Linked DNA regions of Ovis aries: region 2 is linked to region 1. The links are chromatin contacts, called in public Hi-C maps. All regions are on one chromosome and are shown on one strand. Each heading gives the region's core, a stretch centred on a gene start, on an enhancer-like site or on the middle of the called end of the contact. The rest is flanking DNA. Distances are from core to core; before and after follow the strand shown. Region 1 overlaps TPD52 (tumor protein D52). Region 2 holds the start of ZBTB10 (zinc finger and BTB domain containing 10).

Region 1 (3,306 bases), core at 496-2,995:
AATAAAAAGTTTAGAAAAGGGGGGAGGGTTGAGAGTATATATTGCAGAGGTAGAATCCGGCATTTGGAAAATTCTCATTCATAACATAGAAGTTGGGAAATGGAAACTCTCTAAAGATTACTGAAAACTGAATAATTCAAAAAATTTGTATTCGATCATTAATTTTAATGCTTCTCCTCAGAGTCTGACAGAGATCTATTTTTAAAACACAGAATAAGCAGGAGAAAATATGACATATTTATTGAGGTCTAATACACTAGCCACTGTGACAAGATTTAAACATTTACACGTTATCTAAAACACACACAAACTCTTAAAACCATCACCCAATGAGACAAGTAGTATTTGTAGTATTTATTCCCATTAGGAAACTGAGCCCCTCTGAGGTTCAGTAATGTGCCCAGAGTTGCAGAAATTCAAACATGGGTCTTTCTGACTCTAAATTCTTGCTCCTTCGTGTATATTTTTCTTAGAGAAATTCCGAAGAGCTGGGAAGACAAAGAGCAGGTCAGAGGAGAACTGGAAGCAGAGGGCTTTTCACTTCATTGAGGCTGTGAGAACACAAGGGGATGCCTGGCTTGAAAGTCACAGAGGCCAACATTGAGCCCAAGTGACTGCAAATTGGTGATAATTTGTTCTGTCAGGTTATTACCATTTCAGCCACCTGCTTAATAGTTCTTCTAGTTGTGCAAACAGATTGACAACCTGTCTTCAACTGCACACATGGGATCACCCTAAAGAATTTCATCTGGGGAGAAGAGCCTGGACTCCACGCAAAGGCAAACTGTTGGGAGATCCACGCCCAAGAGAGCAATGGAGACGAACCAGGAGAGCGCTCCTTTAAGTCCCAAGACACGATGTTTTCTTCTACATTTTATGTCTTCTTACTGGAGATCATTGTACAACCAACTGGCTAAGTGGTCCTTGTGGTATCATTGTTTATCACCTGCCTCTAAATGTGCAAACCTAGAAAACAAGGTCCTAATGTCACACCCTTATCTTTACACCTCAGGACTCACAGCACCCAGAATAAAGCAAATGTTTGTAAATAGTTCATTTGAACTGGCTTATTCGTTAAAGATTTGTTCAAAGTAAGTTTCTCTTTTCTCTCCTCCCCTCCCTATGCCCCATGCATAGCCATCCATTTGCCACTTATTTCCTAAAATTTCAACCAGGGAAGAAACTAGTTTTTTAAATAGAAATTTAGAACCTACCATTAAAGCTAAGCCAGAACTGAGAGCTTGGTGGGTACCTCTCTGCTCAGTGTAGTGGGTGCAGCCCAGGCCACCCCAGAATGGAACCCCTCACCTAAGCAGTTCTCTCTTCCATCCAGTTCTTCATCTTTGATTTTTTTCCAGTTAAAGTCAACTGTTCCCCTTCAAGCCTTTCTATGATTGTTACTTAAAACTTTTACAACCATCTTCACACGATTTTAAATCTGAAAATAATTTTGGATCATGTAAATTCAAACACTTCATTGTGTAAACATAGGAAACCCAGGGCAGAGATTTTTAAAATCAGATGACGTTGTGGGTTGACTTGCATCTGCCCCAAAAAAAGATATATTCTGCTTCCAACTCCCAGGACCCATAAACGACGTGTTTTTATTTGGCAACAGGGTCTTTGCAGATGTAATCAAGATGACATCATACTGGACTGGAGGGTGGAGTGGGCTCTAACCCAATGGCTGGTGTCCCTACAAGTAAAAGGAAGTTTGGATCAGTGACCCGGAGAGAACACTGTGTAAAGATCCAGAGCACACAGAGACAGAGGGAGCACACGGTGTGATGCGGCCGGGCAGAGACTGGAGGGATGTAGCGCCAGCCAAAGCAAGCCAGGGGGCTTCCCTGGTGACTCAGTGATAAAGAATCTATCTGCCAATGCAGGAGGCGTAAGTCCAGGATCTACACAGATCTCTGGTCCAGGAAGATCCCACATGCCGCCGAGCAACTAAGCCCTCGCACCACAGCTATGGAGCCTGTGCTCTAGAGGCTGGGAGTCCCAACTACGGAGCCCACCCGCCACAACTGCTGAAGCCCGCATGCCCCAGAGCCCGTGCTCCACAAGGACAGAAGCCACCGCAATGAGCAGCTCGCACACCGCAGTGACAGAGTAGCCACCCACTCCCTGCTGCTAAGGAAAAGCCCAAGCAACAGCGAGACGCAGCACAGCCAAAATAAATAAACTGTAAAAAATTAAAAAAAGACAGGCGTTACCAGCAGGAAGCTAGGAAGAGGCAAGGAAAGATTTCCCTGCAGGTGTCAGAGGGAGCATGGCCCCGCCAACAGAGGTAATACATTTCTGTCGTTTTAAGCCCCTCAGTCTGGAGCACTTTGTCATGGTAGCCCCAAAGAACTGAGCCCCAGGAAACTGAACCCCAAACCCATTACCTGTTTAAAAAATAAAAAGGAAATAATACCATCTAGCTCTCTGGGTTTTTATAAGAATGTTTTAAAGGGTCATGAAATAAAAGGTGGGCACATACTCAATGTTCAATGAGTACCTGCTGTGACTCACTTTCCTGGTCCTACCAGTCATCCTGGCTACTTCCTCTCCTCTTCTCTGCCACGAAGCTTGACCCACAGGGCTCACTTCCTCACCTGCCATCACTCTCCAAGCCCCTCGTCCCCCTTCAGCTAAGGACAGTTCTGCATCAGGATCTCATTGGACAGCTCCAAGCTGCCCAGACTGAACCTCACTCAGAAGTCTCTGGTCCCCTGACCCCTCCCCGCCCCCTCGCCCTCCCTAGGTTTTCTTCCCACCTCCCTGAGATGTGGCTCCATCTCCCTCTCTGCGAGCCCACTTCACGCCCCACCTCTGATCCCACCCCACGCAGGCTGTCACCATGCTTTGCTTATAGATTCTTGCCCCAAAGCTCCGCGTTGGTTGCTGCCTCTTCCACTCCAATCACTATCCTGCCACCAGAGGGCGCTGTCTGAAACGTGTCTCAGACTAGGGCACTCCATGCCTTCAATTCCTGTATGGCTGCCCACCCTCTAGGAAAGCTCACTGCTCCTGACAATCTGGAGCCCACCGACTCCACCTCCTGCTCCTGTCCTCATTGCCACTCGAGGCTCTCACTGCATCGTCCAAACTGCAGTTCCTCTAGGGAATCATGTTTTACTGATTTTTTTTTTTTTTAAAGGAATGTATTAACACTAAGGGTAAGATAAAGTAAATGGCTTCCCACGTTATTTTTCCCAATTTTTTTATTATGGTAAAATATATAGCATACCATTTACCATCTTAACCATCTGTTAATAATTTAATTTTTTAAACAACAAAAACATTGTGTATTGGGGTACA
Region 2 (3,448 bases), core at 402-2,901, 380 kb after region 1:
TCAGGTTTCAAAGAGTAAAATGAATCTCAACACTTTAGAATTTGCTAAATTTAGCACATTAAAAAATACTTTAAAATACGAGTATAAGGGCTCCAAATTGGAAAATCTTTTTCTGAACAAGTTGACTACGATTATTATTGTAAGAGTTTCATTTCCAGCTCCATCTGTTTTTCTAATCACTCTAAATTCCATGTGCAGTGTCAACAGTTAAAAAAAAAAAAAGAACAACCCAAAGTCTTAAAAATCAATCCTTGTCTTAACACACACGCTCTTCGGAGTCGCACGCAGCGTCTGTGTGAGCCGACTCCTCCCCACTCTTGGGGAAAACCCTGCCTAATATTTATAACGTTATGACATACTGTAATACTCACAAGGTGGTTGTAGAAGTATAAACACGACTGGAGCTATCTGATTGGCTGCTGGTGATGTAACACCCATGTCAATACTTCCCACTGAACGCACGTGTTCGACCTTTTATTTAAATTTCCATTTCATCACAGCAATAAGACACTCGGGGCGGTGCATTTTCTGTGAAATGATTATCGCCCAGAGCTGCTGCATCGAATACACAATGCAGCAGACGAGGAGGTGCCCCCGGTTGTAACCTCCTCGCCCGAAAGGTACAGCCTGGTCCAGTCTTTGTGAAGGAACAAAAATAAGTTCACTTCCTCGGGCACCGTTACCCCCCGCCCCCACCCACCCCACCTCAGCAAATGACAAGGCTGGAGAGCAGCTCCCACCGTACAGTTATTTCTCAAAGTCCCAGGTGAACTCGTGGCGAAGGAAGGAAAATGTGCGTCCCGGGCGCGGGTAGGTGCGTGCGGGCAGCGGGGAGGCGGCCAGACCTGACACTCGCCAGCTGTTTGTCCTCCGCGGAGCCCGGCCCCGGCTGCACACGCCCGCCCCCTCCCCGAGACCCCCCAGCCCGCCGCCCGGCCTTTTGTCCCCCGCCCCTCGGCCGACTTCCTTCCCCCGCGGCCGCACCCCCGCCCCCAGGCCGGAGGCGCGGCCCGGCCCCTTTCCCGGTCCCCAGGCGCCCCCACCCCACCCCAGCCCAGCCCCAAGCCCAGCCCCCTCCCCCCGCCCGGCCCCCACCCTTTCCCCCTCCAGCGGTTACTGCTACCCCGGTGCATTGTGGGCGCACGGTCCGTTGTTCATTTGCCATTCGACCTCCGCCAGGGCCTGGTCGGACGGAAACGCTCCGCCGGCTTTATTGTCGGTTCGTTATGTGGCGGAGCCCGGCAGTTTAACGTGCCTCTCGCCCTCAGCGCTTCGGAAGCCGGCAGCCGCGTCGGGACTCCTCGGCGCGCCGGAGGAAGGATATCTTGTTTGGAGGGTCGGTGTGTGCGCGCGGCTTTAAAGAGGGGGCAGCGGAGGGTCTCCCCGCACTCCGCCTCTCAACTTCGAAGGCCCCACGCGCGCCGGCTCGCTGCTCACCTCTCCGCCGCCCGCCCCCCCCTTCTCCGCGCGGGACGCTGCCCGGAGCGCCGCGGGGCGGGGGTGGAGGACGAGGAGGCGGCGGCCCGGCGGGCGGCGGCGGCGGCGGCGGCGGACGCGTGAGGCAGCCCCGGGGAGCGAGCGCGAGCCGGGCGGGAGGGCGAGGCCGAGCCCCGCGAGACCGGAACGCCCGCGGTGGGGGCGGGAGCGAAGCGGAGGGGGAGCGGCGGGGAGCGCGCGGGACGCGGCCCGAGGCCGGGCGCGAGCCGGGGCACCGGGCGGCGGCGGCGGCGCGCGCCATGTCGTTCAGTGAAATGAACCGCAGGACGCTGGCGTTCCGAGGAGGCGGGTTGGTCACCGCCAGCGGCGGCGGCGGCTCCGCGAACAATAACGTTGGCGGGGAGGCCTCGGCTTGGCCCCAGCAGCCCCAGCCAAGACAGCCCCCGCCGCCAGCGCCGCAGCCGCTCAATGGGCGGGGGGCCGACGAGGAAGTGGAATTGGAGGGCCTGGAGCCCCAAGACCTGGAGGCCTCCGCCGGGGCTGCCGCCGCCGCCGAGGAAACCAAGGAGTTGCTGCTCCCCCAAGACGCGGGCGGCCCCACCTCGCTGGGCGGCGGTGGCGCCGGGGGCCCCCTGCTAGCGGAAAGGAACCGTCGGACTCTGGCCTTTCGAGGCGGCGGCGGCGGGGGGCTCGGCAACAATGGCAGTAGCCGCGGCCGCCCCGAGACCTCGGCATGGCCCCTGAGGCATTTCAATGGGCGAGGGCCGGCGGCCGTGGAGCTGGAGCTGGACGCGCTGGAGGGGAAGGAGTTGATGCCGGACGGCGCGTCCCTGAGCGACAGCACCGAGGACGAAGAGGAGGGGGCGAGCCTGGGCGACGGCAGCGGGGCGGAAGGAGGCAGCTGCAGCAGCAGCAGGCGGTCGGGCGGCGATGGCGGGGACGAAGCGGAGGGCAGCGGTGTGGGAGCTGGAGAAGGAGAGACTGTCCAGCACTTCCCGCTCGCGCGGCCCAAGTCCCTAATGCAGAAGCTCCACTGCTCTTTCCAGACCTCCTGGCTCAAAGATTTTCCCTGGCTGCGCTATTCCAAGGATACTGGCCTTATGTCTTGCGGCTGGTGCCAAAAGCCCCCCGAGGACGGAGGAAGCGGGGATCTGCCCCCAGTGGGGCACGACGAGCTTTCGCGAGGGACCCGCAACTACAAGAAAACCCTCCTTCTGAGGCACCACGTCTCTACCGAGCACAAACTCCACGAAGCCAACGCCCAGGTACGATATATGTTGCTCCTGCTTTTTCAGATCTTTGGGGGAAAGGTTTATCAGCTAAAACTCACTCTACTGGGTGAAGACATCTTTCCTGTTAGGAGAGAGGTGTAGGGAATTTAGGCGTGGGGGGTTCGAAAGCCTGGGAATAAGTTTTCAAAAGTTAACCGGGGGAGTTGGGGGGAGGGGGAGGAATGACAATTTTCTAATCATAGCACTGAATTTGATTTAATTTTTTTCATGACTCAGATTTCTTTGCCCGTCAGATTGAATCAGAAGGAAAGTTTAATAAGCGAGGTTGAAGGTTTTAACCCTGTAAGGTTGGCTTTGTGGTTAGAATGTTATTAGCTGTGATTTTAGAAAAGCTGCTTTAATGTTGGTAGTCTTTTAGCGTGCTGTTGGAAGTCAAATCTGGTAACTCTTTGAAGAATGAATTAAACTCTTTCCTTAACCTTTGACGCTACCCCTTTTAGGAGAACATGCAACCGAGAAAATTCTTTTTATCATGTCAGGATAATGTGAAATATGAGAGAGTAGTATGTAAATGTAGAGGAAGCTATTTGTATAAGACTTAGTGAATGATTATACTAAATTCATCTCCTTAAACTTTTTGTTGAACTTCTCTTTCCAAAGGTATGCTTTCGGTAAATTGTGGTAGTTTTTACTTGCTTCCTTCTCCAGATTTCTATGCTGAGATTTTCTGTAATCCCCTTTTTCAAAAAGTTTTCATTTAAATGTAGTTTACTTTAAAC

What was found. A called contact is a pair of places that touch in the nucleus more often than the background predicts.
Region 2: a Hi-C map of tail adipose tissue shows a contact between it and region 1, with 4 times the contacts expected there. The contact joins the promoter of ZBTB10 here to the enhancer-like site in region 1. A contact is called at or near these places in 4 of 16 Hi-C or Micro-C datasets (muscle, skin fibroblasts and tail adipose tissue).

What each region holds. Positions count from the first base shown.
Region 1 is chr9:56,365,581-56,368,886 of ARS-UI_Ramb_v3.0, forward strand. The region is part of intron 1 of TPD52 (tumor protein D52); the gene reads right to left. Among named protein-coding and RNA genes, the nearest start is that of MRPS28, 45 kb to the left of the region's middle. Within about 2 kb of position 1,746, at least 10 of the 54 cell types and tissues checked have an H3K27ac peak or open chromatin away from gene starts, as enhancers often do. A contact at or near this core is called in tail adipose tissue, where this site is marked.
Region 2 is chr9:56,748,870-56,752,317 of ARS-UI_Ramb_v3.0, forward strand. It overlaps ZBTB10 (zinc finger and BTB domain containing 10), which reads left to right and starts at 1,652. Exons shown (of 6, transcript XM_004011759.6): 1 at 1,652-2,702. The coding sequence starts at 1,737.